Linked DNA regions of Mus musculus: regions 2, 3 and 4 are each linked to region 1. A link is a contact called in public Micro-C and promoter capture Hi-C data. All regions are on one chromosome and are shown on one strand. The core of a region is the stretch at or near the end of the contact, and the rest is flanking DNA. Distances in the headings are between cores, read along the strand shown.

Evidence for each region. Promoter capture Hi-C pulls out the DNA fragments that hold promoters and counts their contacts. Hi-C and Micro-C count contacts between places; a contact is called where the count stands out from the background.
Region 2: a promoter capture Hi-C map of liver shows a contact between it and region 1, with 3 times the contacts expected there. The contact joins the promoter of Zswim7 here to the promoter of Atpaf2 in region 1. A contact is called at or near these places in 2 of 39 promoter capture datasets (both in liver).
Region 3: a Micro-C map of embryonic stem cells shows a contact between it and region 1, with 10 times the contacts expected there. The contact joins the promoter of Fam83g here to the promoter of Atpaf2 in region 1. A contact is called at or near these places in 1 of 39 promoter capture datasets (liver) and 1 of 484 Hi-C or Micro-C datasets (embryonic stem cells).
Region 4: a promoter capture Hi-C map of liver shows a contact between it and region 1, with 5 times the contacts expected there. The contact joins the promoter of Prpsap2 here to the promoter of Atpaf2 in region 1. A contact is called at or near these places in 6 of 39 promoter capture datasets (cranial neural crest, hippocampal neurons, liver and 2 more).

Annotation. Positions count from the first base shown.
Region 1 is chr11:60,415,648-60,418,387 of GRCm38.p6, reverse strand. It overlaps Atpaf2 (ATP synthase mitochondrial F1 complex assembly factor 2), which reads left to right and starts at 1,354. Exons shown (of 8, transcript NM_145427.3): 1 at 1,354-1,637. The coding sequence starts at 1,478. It overlaps Gid4 (GID complex subunit 4, VID24 homolog), which reads right to left and starts at 1,243. Exons shown (of 6, transcript NM_025757.4): 1 at 544-1,243. The coding sequence starts at 732.
Region 2 is chr11:62,280,006-62,282,705 of GRCm38.p6, reverse strand. Zswim7 (zinc finger SWIM-type containing 7) reads left to right here and starts at 1,311. Exons shown (of 5, transcript NM_027198.1): 1 at 1,311-1,449. The coding sequence starts at 1,374. Ttc19 (tetratricopeptide repeat domain 19) reads right to left here and starts at 1,233. Exons shown (of 10, transcript NM_028360.2): 1 at 1,013-1,233; 2 at 818-921. The coding sequence starts at 1,193.
Region 3 is chr11:61,682,975-61,685,674 of GRCm38.p6, reverse strand. It overlaps Fam83g (family with sequence similarity 83, member G), which reads right to left and starts at 1,265. Exons shown (of 5, transcript NM_178618.3): 1 at 620-1,265. The coding sequence starts at 1,141. The region is part of intron 9 of Slc5a10 (solute carrier family 5 (sodium/glucose cotransporter), member 10); the gene reads left to right.
Region 4 is chr11:61,760,793-61,763,492 of GRCm38.p6, reverse strand. Prpsap2 (phosphoribosyl pyrophosphate synthetase-associated protein 2) reads left to right here and starts at 1,405. Exons shown (of 12, transcript NM_144806.2): 1 at 1,405-1,539.

The DNA of each region.
Region 1 (2,740 bases), core at 105-2,604:
CTCCCCCGTCAGCAGTGGGCTGACTGAGTTCTCCTAAGGAGCAATGTCCCTGGCACTCAGGATGGAGTTGGGGTCAGAGGAAAAGCTTCATTCCGGGAGAATGTGACACTGGCCGCTATCGAGAGGTACTGAGTTTGGGGCAGCCAATGGAGAGTTTTTCAGGATCCGACAGGGACTGGTGGGAGGGCTGGCTGGTGTAGGGAGGACAGGACTTGGGAAGAACCGACTCAGGCTAAAGGACGGCTAGTCATGGGGGAGCTTCCGGATGCCCAAGCCGGCGAGTCAAAGGCTCTAAGTGTGGGACAGTCTTCGGGGTCTGTCGGAGACTGGCCACTACAGGCTCTGAGTCTAGGGGTGGGCTAGGGGTAGGGTTCGAGAGTGTGACATCAGCTGGGCAGGTCCCGGTGGGAGGCGCCGGGTGCAGGAGGCCCCGGCAGTGAGAGGGCCTGGTCCGCGGCTGAGGGCTCGAGGAGCCCAGGGCAGGCCCGGCCCGTGAGCGCCGCGAGGAGGCCCTCGGGCCCGGCCTTGCCGCCTGGCGCTCACCTGCAGCACCACCTCTACGTCGTACGAGTTCCCCTTGCTCTTCTGGTGGCCACGGAACTTGGAGCCGCTGTAGAGCAAGCTGGTGGCCACGCCGGGCTGCTGGGTGTTGATGGGCGGCGGCGGGATGAGTGAGGCCGCGGATGTGGTTGAGGCACCCGCCGGCGGGGGACACTCGGTGCGGACCGGCATCGCGGGGTCCCCCGGAGCCAGGGCTGGGGGAGGGGGAAGGAACCGCCGCCGCCGCGCGGGAGCCGAAGCTGCGGGGAGGGCGGACCCGGGCGCGCACGCGCGGGGGAGGGGCCGGGGAACCACCCGCCCGCTGAGGCCAGACCAAGCGCTCGTGTTGCCACCTGGACCCGGAGACCTGCAAGCAGGGCCTCCCAGACCTGAGCTGGGTCTCCCTTCCCACTTGCCCTCGCGGGTACACACACACACACACACACACACACACACACACACACACGCACGCACGCACACACACACACACGCGCATACACACTCACTCACTCATACACACGCGCTCACACACACACGCGCGCGCTCACACACACACAAACACACACACACTCTGCAGCTTCCAATTGGCGCGGGCGCGCTGGAGAGGCGGGAGCAAGCTCACGCGGCGCTTCCGCCCATTGGCGGACAGAGAAAGCACGTGGCGCAGAGCGCGAACGGCCCTCTGGGACTTGTAGTTTTCTTCCCGTGGCGCGGCATGGAGGGGGCGTGGCGAGCACGTTTATGATGCTGATTGACGGGGGCGGGAGTGGCGCGCAGCGGGGCGCACGGCTGCGACGGCGCGCCGTAGGTGTCATGAGGAAGATGGCGGCGTGCTGAGGAGGCTGAGGGCTATGAACCCTTGGTGAGAGGTTTCCGTACAGAACCAGCGAGGGGTGTGGGGTTCTCTTCGCTCTTTTCCTGTACTCTGTTTCCACGCATGTGTCCACCCAGGTCCTTGGGCAGGATGTGGCGAATCTACCCCCGGCTGAGGGACCGGTGGCGCGGTCTCTTGGACCGGCGTCTCAGTGACCCCACCGTCTCAGTATGGCCGGGGCCAGCTCCGCAGCCTCCGGCCCGGGCCTATGTCCCGCCAACAGGTGAGGCCCGGACATAATGTGACTTTTTGGTCAGGAGCCAAGTCGGGCTCACCTGGAGGAAGGTTTCTGACGTGCAATGCGGGGTGACAGGCAGGGTTCAGGCCTATGCGAATATTTAGAGCAACAGAGTTCTGTTTCAATTTGAAAAATGACATCCAAACAAGTGCGAGGGTGACTTTAGGGGACACAGCGTGCCCAGGACACGAGATATTTGGCTCTTGAGGCTTTTCTCAATTTCCTTTATTTTTTCTTTTCTTTTTATTTTTTCGGGGATAGGATTTTTCTGTGTAACCCTGGCTGCTCTGGAACTCACTCTATAGACCAGGCTGGCCTCGTACTCAGAGATCCTCCTGTCTCTAGTTCCTGAGTGCTACCACCACTACCACCACCACCACCACCTCCCAGCTTCAGGGTTTTTTTGTTTGCTTGTTTGTTTGTTTGTTTGTTTTTCCTTTTAAAGGGGAGCAGGTGTCTTAGTTGGATTCAGAAAGGAAAATTTGGGCTTTCAATCAGGACATCCAAGGTCACAGAGCAGACTGGTTGAGGCTATGGAAGGCAAAGACTGACCTGACTGTGTTGTGTCCTCATGACTGTGTTGTGTCCTCAGGACCCAGCAGAAGACTTGGCACAGAGGCAGGCCTTAAGTCTTCCACCACACACAGCACACTTCCTTAGGGGTTTGCGGGCCCTCTGTCCTAGTGCAGTGCCACAGCCTCTGCATTCTCTGCAGCTTTCTCTAAGTGGGAGTTTATGCCAGGCTTCTTTGACCTACTAAGGACTGTAATAAGACTGAAAGAAGGTTATTTCATTGCTTCTGAAAGAGAGATTGCTACAAGTGAGGTTCACTTCAGTGAATGAAAAGTAGTGATGACCTCTCTAAATTCAGTTAGTTGTTTTGTGTTGAGGGCATGTGGTCTCACCTGAATGATTCTCAACATCAGATGCAGGATTCATTATGCTTACGAAACAATAGTTTGCAATATATTGTGATATGGGAACTATGAAGGACTTAAGAAATCACAAGGATGAGCGTGTACAGGGTGATTGAAAGGGCATTTAAACTGGGGCTTGAGAGATGAGTAAGAGTTTGATGGGGGAGAAAG
Region 2 (2,700 bases), core at 62-2,561, 1.9 Mb before region 1:
GATTTGAGAAGTGTTCTGGATTTGATGGCAACTGTGTTTACTGCTGTAACTGGGAATTATCAACAACACACTTTAAGAACAATTATGATTATTTTCTGTTTTTTTTTTTTTTTTTCTCCTCTTTTTTGAGACAGGGTTTCTCTGTGTAACAGAATCCTGGCTGTCCTGGACTTGCTTTGTAGAGCAAGCTGGTTTCAAACACAGGGGTCCGCCTGAGGAACCACTATGATTTTTTAGGCTTAATTTTTTAGGTGATAGAGAGAACACTGTTAAAGCCATATTTGGGGGGAAGGAATTTAAGAAAAAGTGCTTAGTCCCGGGCATGCTAAATCTGAGAGATAGCTGTGGCCTTGCAATAGAGACAGCATGTCAATGACACACTGCAGTCTGAACACAAATCTGGACGTTGTTGGCATTAAGTCGATATTGAACCCGTAGGAAGAGATGAAATAAACCTGGAGGGGGGAAAAAAAGGATGTGGAGAAACAGATTTAGACGCAAACCAATAGGCATAAACGATACTAAATTGCATTTTCGGGGCGTCATTCATAGTCTATGAACAAAATGTCATTCGGCTTGGAGGTTAGCTGATTAAAGCCACCCTCGCAAAACATCCTCAATCAATACGTTTGGACAAAATAAATAAATAAATAAAGGAAATGTGAGGGTCTCCACCTGCACTCACAACTGCAGCGATTCTGCTGCAGGATTCGCTCTGGACCAGTCTGGATGGATCCCAACCTTCCACCCAGGGCCAATCCATCCAGGCCTCGGGAAACCGGAGCAGAGAGCGCGCGCGCCCGGTCGAGCCCCTCACCTTGGCTTGCTTCAGCAGCTGGATGATCTCGGCCTCCGCCTCGTCTGACGCGTCCTCTCCCGGCTGCTCGGCCGTCGCCGCGGGTCGCGAGAACCAGGCGAGAGCTGCGAGAAGCGGCTCAGAGGTCACCGGGACCGGCCCGTGCCCGCGTCCCCGCCCCCGCCGGGCCGGCCCCGCCCGGAGCGCACCGCTCACCTGCCAACAGCGGCAGCACCCCGTGCCCCCGCGCCGGCGCGCCTCGGGTCCGCAGCCGCTCCGCGCCCGTCCCCGCGTCGCCCGTCCGCTCCGGCAGCAGGCGCGCCGTACAACCCCCACACCGCCGGCCCGCGGCCCGCAGCAGGGTTCGACCCAGACGCCAGCGAAGCAACCGGAACATGCCGACGGGTCCTCCCTCAGAGATCCACTAAGCCACGGCTGGCCCGGGACGCCCCGCCAGTCCGCATGCGCGATGACGCATGCTGACGTCACGCCGTCTCGTCCCGCCCCGCCCCGCCCCCGGCCTGCAGGGCGCGTGAAGTTCGCAGCGCCCGGGAGGAGAGAAGACGGGCGGCGTGCCATGGCGGTCGCGCTCCCGGAGGTGGTGGAAGAGCTCCTGAGCGAGATGGCCGCCGCTGTGCGAGACAGCGCGAGAAGTACGGCCTGCGGGCTTTTATTCTTACCCCGCATGGTTATGTCCCTGAAGCCTGGGCCCCTTAAATCGCTTAACTAAATAGAGGGATTTGAGTGACTAGACGTCAGATCCCTGAGTGCGAGCCGGTGTGCGGGAACCCCGGTACTTAAAGAGAGCCACTGGGTACATCCAAGGAGTGGGCGAGGGCTGGGATGCGGAATGGCAGATGCGTAGACAATTTCGAGTTACTCAGAATCTTTATCCACAATCCGTGATGCAAAGTTTAAAAATAATACCCTTGTTTACTACTTTGTTTAGTAAATAGATTTTACTAAAAAACATTCAGGGAGGCAAAACCTTTAAAAAAAAATCGGGAAGTTGAAAATTACTTCTTCCCTCTGGCCTGTAGAGGTCGCCCTATGCCTGTCTCCAACAAAATGACCGACCAAGGATGATCTTTGCTTACTCACCAGAGTAGGAGGATCTACCAAAAGGGGAAAACTAGTAATGAGGATCTACTATGCAGCTCGGCTGGTAAAGAGGCTTGCCTGGCATGTAGAGAGCTGCCGTGGATTCCCCACCACCGCACAAGACTGGGCACATGGCTGTAGTCTCCGCACTTGGGAAGTGGAGACAAAAAAAAAAAAAAAAAAAAAAAAAAGAAAGAAAGAAAAAGGGAAAGTTTAAGGTCAACCTCAGCTACATAATGCTAGGCCAGACTGGGCTGCTGGAGACTTTATCTCAAAAAACTGGAGGTGGGGTGGGGGGTGCTTTTGAAGTGTAGACTAATTAAAGCACTCTCCCCAAAAATAGCCTCTCTAAATGATAGCCAAATTAGAGCACAAAACTCCTATTGTTCATTGATTGTGCTCTGTGAACTGGTTTGAGTTACTGCTTCAATGGGACTAGAAAAGTAAACGAATAGTCTCATTTTGGTCTTTTACGTAAAAGATTCAGCCAACCAGGTATTCAAACATGCTTTGACTTCAAAGAAGTTGTGGGGTGTTAGTCTGTTGTGAGGTCTTGCTTCCAGGATTTGACCACAGATGTTCTGAGATGCTGGAACGAGATGAGTTTTACAGAACAGGGCTGTTGGTTAATCCATATGCCAGTAACTGAAGGGGCCCCCTTACACAGGAGCAGACTCTCAATTCCTGTTTATTTTTCAGTAGAGCAGTTTTCAGTATTGGGTCTGGGTATTCCTTTCTAATCCCCAATCTTCCTTGGTAACCGTGCAGAATATAAGTCCAGGTTGCATGTATATGATTTTGAC
Region 3 (2,700 bases), core at 16-2,515, 1.3 Mb before region 1:
TGTGTGTCAGTATGGAGCAGTCACCCAAAGCCGGGCACTGTGCAGCCCAGTCAACGGCTGTCAGCTAAGGGAATCCACACAAGGCCTGAAGAGCCTCTTGATGGCAAACCACAACCTAAGTAAATACCCTCACCTCTTCCACTGGTGAAAACCTTCAATAGGTACCACCTGCTCTGGCCTGGACAGCTGCTGCTACTGTAGCACTCAGAGAAAAGCTTGGAGAACCACCACCAGCCACACAGCACAGCTAGGAAGCAGGCAGATTTCCTCAGGGCTCCAGACCAGCCTCCACGTCTCTCCCGAGACCCCTGCCAGCAAGCTCATGTATGTGTGCAAGCTTCTATCTGCTCCTGGGTCTGAGACGAGATAAGGGAGAGTGGGTGAGAGAAAGGCCGCATTCCTCCCACACAGCTCATGGTTTGCATTTGGGGAACTCAGAAACACTCCAGGAGGGCACAGAAGCCCACTCAGCCTGGAAGCCCAGTGCCACCTGCTAGAGGGAGTGGACATTCAGCTTCTGATCACCGGAGGAGGCAACCGAGAGGCCAGTCAGAGGTCCAGGGGCTGTCTCGGTGCCCATGCGTGCTGGGTGAATGGGGGTCTCGCCGTGGCGCCTCACCTTCTGCGCCTGGCTGACCATCTTGCGCACCACTTCCTTGATGTGCGGCTGCCCGTCGATGGGTGGCTGCATGTAGACGCTGGCCCGGGTCACACCTCGGTAGGCAATGGTGTCAGGCCAGCCCAGGTCCAGCTGCGGGATGGAGCGGTCCGACTTCTGGGGCCAATACTCCAGCGAGGGCAGCGTCTCCGTGGCTGGGGGCCCGCCCGCCGCACTGGTCTCCTCGCTGGCATCCGCGCCTCCGTTGTCCTGGGGTTCGGGGCGGCGGCCCGAGACCCGCGGGTCCTCAGAGCCCGGGTCGTACACCTCGATGGCCTCCACGATACGCGAAAGCTCCAGCTCCGAAAGAAAGTCGCGGATGTTCTCGCGCTTCAGCACCTCGTAGAAGGCGTCGCGACCCCGGGCCACCAGGGCCTCCAGGGCCAGCCTCTGCTCCTCGCTGTAGAAGAACTCGGGCTTCGACTCGCTGGATCGCCAGTTCACGTGGTTGTCGTCCAGACACTGCACCTGGGAGAAGGCCATGGTGGCCCTCGCTGTGGGAACGCGGCCCGACGGGCACCGCGCTCTCAGGCTCCGGGGCCTCGGCGCCTCTGAGAACCGCACCTGAGGGAATCAGCAAAAGACCGCGGTCGGGGTCAGAGGGCGGGCGGGGGCGTGGCGAAGGAAGGGGCGTGGCGGGTAGTGTGTGGGCGGAGCGAGGCGTGGCGAGGTTAGCCAGAGCCGTCCAGGGCCGCGGTTGTCCTCTGCCTCTGTCTTGGGATCCGCCTGAGGTTCTCGGAATCCTGGGAATAAGCTGGGGCTGACGGGGACCCTCGCCCCAGTCCGGAGTAAGAGCCGGGACGCCAGCCCAAGTGAGGCTCGCAAACCCGGAGGAGGGACTTGCTTACCAAGCAGGTGGCGCCGTGCAGACCGGACGACCCGAGGAACCACAGGCGTTGGTGGTGGCACCGGGCTGGACCGCCGGTGACTAAGGGCGGTCCCGCCCACCCTGCCACCCTCACCTGGGGTCACGTGCGGCCCCGGGGGCGGAGCCGGAAGCTGATTCATCTCCTCAGACGGCGCAAGGCTGGACAATTTGCTGCCTCTAAGCCTCGTGGAAGTCTTCCTCTGCCCCCCAGTCCCGCTGGCGATCCTGGTCCATCTCTGGCCCGGTTCTGTCTTGCGGGTGGGATGCTCAGCTGTCCAGTTGTAGACTGAAGGTTGGGTCGTGGGCCGAGGCCCAGCTCCAGCTCCAACTGCTTCCACACTCTTGCTCTCCATGTGCACAGACCAGATACAGATTAGTCCTGAGCCCAACTGCTTGCTGGGATCCCACCTAGCAGAACCTGGTGCACCTCACATGCCTGAACCCTGCGCCAGAAAAGGGTAGAGAGAACCAAGCTGTGCTCAAACGCAGCTCTTGGCTGTTCCCCAGTGATGGAGACCATTAGGTCCTTATCTGAGGGCAGGATGTCAGGTGCAGTTTGGCAAAGGGCTCCTTCCTGAAGCTTCTTGTTTCAGGACACCAGGCCAATACTGCCCTGTCTTTCTAGCCTACTTACCATCTCTGGGTCAGGATAGAGCTGGTTTGAGTCCCAGTGGACCCTGGCCTTAACCTAATGAGGACAAGCTAATGGCAACATTGTACCCTCCAGACATGTCCTCACTGTTCATTTTCCAGTAAGGCCTCCTTGCCCTGCATTCACTGCTTTCAAAGCTTCAAAGCCTAGTTAGCATCCTTGGAGTCCTCACCACTGATCCCCAGACTCAAACCCTTCACCTCTAGCCTCAAAGTCCTCATCAGGCCTTACACTGGGTGAACACTGTGGTTCATACCTGCTCTTGCTTGGCACTCTTGCCCACCTCGGGCACCTGAGTCACCTCCTTACCTCCCATTCCCAAGGAGCAGAGAGGGGCAGTGATGAGTGTGAGTCTTGTACCCTCAACAAAGATGTGCTGACCCTCAGTTTATTCTCTTGTTCTTACCACTGTGGAGTTCCCGGCTTCATTAAGGAACCTGGCCCTCTGGCTGGAAGGCTCATCTGCTCCACTCAAGTCACAAGAAGCTGTAAAGAGTGAATGGAGAGGCTATTCATTTTCTC
Region 4 (2,700 bases), core at 156-2,655, 1.3 Mb before region 1:
CACAGCTTCTTTTCAGTTTTCGTGCATACTTCCCATGAATTCTAGCTACCCACAAGCCCTCCTATGAATTCTAACCATCCTCAGCCTTCTGATAATTAATTCTAGCCACCTGTGCATCCTCCCATAAATGTCTGCTTGTCTCACTTGTGAACTGGAAGTGCAGTGGATGAGAGCCTTTAAGTATACACATGGAGCAAGGCACTGCAGGTGGTGCCTATCTATTGCTTTGTCACTGGCATCTGAGTACCCACAGCAATTAAATAGAGATAAGTCTTACCCCATTTCTGAAAGTTACTGTTAATATATATTAATATAAAATATAGATAATAATAAATAATGCCTTGATACCTGGCATGCACTATATGTTTGTTATGTTATAAATAGGGATCACTGGGGGCTGGTGAGATGGCTCAGTGGGTAAGAGCACCCGACTGCTCTTCCAAAGGTCCAGAGTTCAAATCCCAGCAACCACATGGTGGCTCATAACCATCTGTAATGAGATCTGACTCCCTCTTCTGGAGTGTCTGAAGACAGCTACAGTGTATTTACTGTATAATAAATAAATAAATATTTAAAAAAAAAAGAAAGAGAGGAAGGGCCAAGTAGCCCCTTAAAAAATAGGGATCACCATATTTCAAGGTATAAAGAATTCAGCAATGATATATCAACAGCAACCAATTTGCTAGGAATGATGGCCACCCTTTTAATCCTAACACTCAGGAGGCAGAGACAGATGGATCTCTGTGAGTTCCAGGTCACCCAGAGCTACAATTTTTTAAAAAACTAACTTTTAGAATGTTTAATTATTTGTATATGTTTATGTTTATATGAGTGCAGGTGGCTGAGGAGGCCAGAGACATCAGGGAGACTTGGAGCTAGAATTACAGGCAGTTGTGAACTGCCTGACATTGGTTCTGGGAACCAAACTCAGCTTCTCTGGAAAAGCAGTATATACTCTTAACCACTGAAAAGAAGGAAGGGACAACAAAGCGAATAATTATGAATGATAACTGCTCATCGACTGTATGCTAAGAACCATGCCAAGAGGTTCGCAGATTTCTCACTCACTCCTCCCAACCCCAGGAGATGGGGGTACTGCTGTCATCTCTTTTTCAGAAGAACTCAGGTCAAAGAGGTGACTTGCTCAGTCTTGCAGGACAGTAAAGACTTGAACCCAGTCAGAACCTATGAATTTTAACCACACTTCCAACCACGCCCACTCTAATTCTCCCCCACTTTCCTCGAGTCTGACCACGCCCACACAACATCCTCCCGCCCACTCTGGCGGCCACGCCCACAGCATCAAATGCATTGCCTTCTACCCCACTTTCTGCCCCGCCCCTCTTCCTCCAGACCACGCCCCTCGACGGCCTCGCCCACTCTAGTCAGTTGCCCTCAGGCCCCGCCCCTGGCCTCGCAGTCTCGAAAGACTTTCTCGCGCTTAGAGTCGCCATTTTGCTGTAAGACGCCGTGCGGAGCTCTGTGCTCTCTTCCTTCGGCAGCCGAGGCTGCGGCGGGCCGGGCTGGGGTCGGGACCAGGTAGGCGGGCGGGAGCCTCGGCGGGCGGACGGCGGGCCCCGCGAGCTCGCGCGGTGCCGGGCGGGAGCCATGGCCCTTGTTGCTCCGGGGCGAGCCCGGGGCCCCGTGTTCGGCTCCACCAGCCTTAGTGGATGATTGGGCTCCAATCAGACGTAGGAGGAGCGGCATAAGATACTCTGCAGAAAAATCTCTTCCTCAATCTGTTACATTATTGATAAGGATTTATTTTTCTTATATCGATATTGGCAGAGTTTGGGTGTTTAGCTTTTGTGAGGGATACGAAAATACTGAACCGAGCTTTGAGGCCTGAGGAAGTGTGAGTTCTAATGTTTTATGTTTTTTTTTTTTCTTTTTTTTTTTTTTTCTTGCGGTTCTGGAGTCGAATGCAAGGTGAAGCAATGCAAGCGGCCTGCCATTGACCCATCTCATGCCCTAGTGCTTAACAATTTAAATGCACAAATAAAAATAAAATAGGTGCGTGCCCCTAAGCCCCACTATAGGAAACCTTTCTTGTCTTTTAACTGCTGTAGTTTGTATCATTATTATCCAATTTTTGCAGAGATATGCACATTATATTCATTAGCTACTCTGTGGTTTAACATAGAACCAGTGTTTCTGTTCTTAAATAATCTTGCAGTTTGTGGGGCTTGATGGCACACCCCTTAATCTCAGAGACTGGTGAAAGGATCTTGAGGGCTCATGGTCCACAGAGCGAGTTCCTGGCAAACAGGGCTACAAAGTTGTTGGGGGTTTTTTGTTTGTTTGTTTGTTTGTTTGTTTTGTTTTGTTTTTAAATTGTACTTTCTATCATTGACAATATAGCTCTATACTTGGGATAAGCTCCAAGAATTGACAACACCAAAACATAGTTCTGTGCTCTTTCTTTGGCATTTAGTATGTATCTTTTTTTCTGATAAGGTATGTTTGCAATAGACATTTCAAAATCTGGGTATTTGATTCTATTGCCTGTAGTTCATCAGGTTGCCAAGTCATGCTCTGTATGACTGAGAGTCGCAACCTATTGTTGTATGCAGGGAACTGTATTGCATATCAGACTGCTACCCCACTCTGTCCTTCAGGGGCCACTGTTATGAGGAAGAGGTTACCTCGTATGACTTCGTTAAAGTCTGGGAAGTAATGTCAAACCTGTTTTCCTATTAA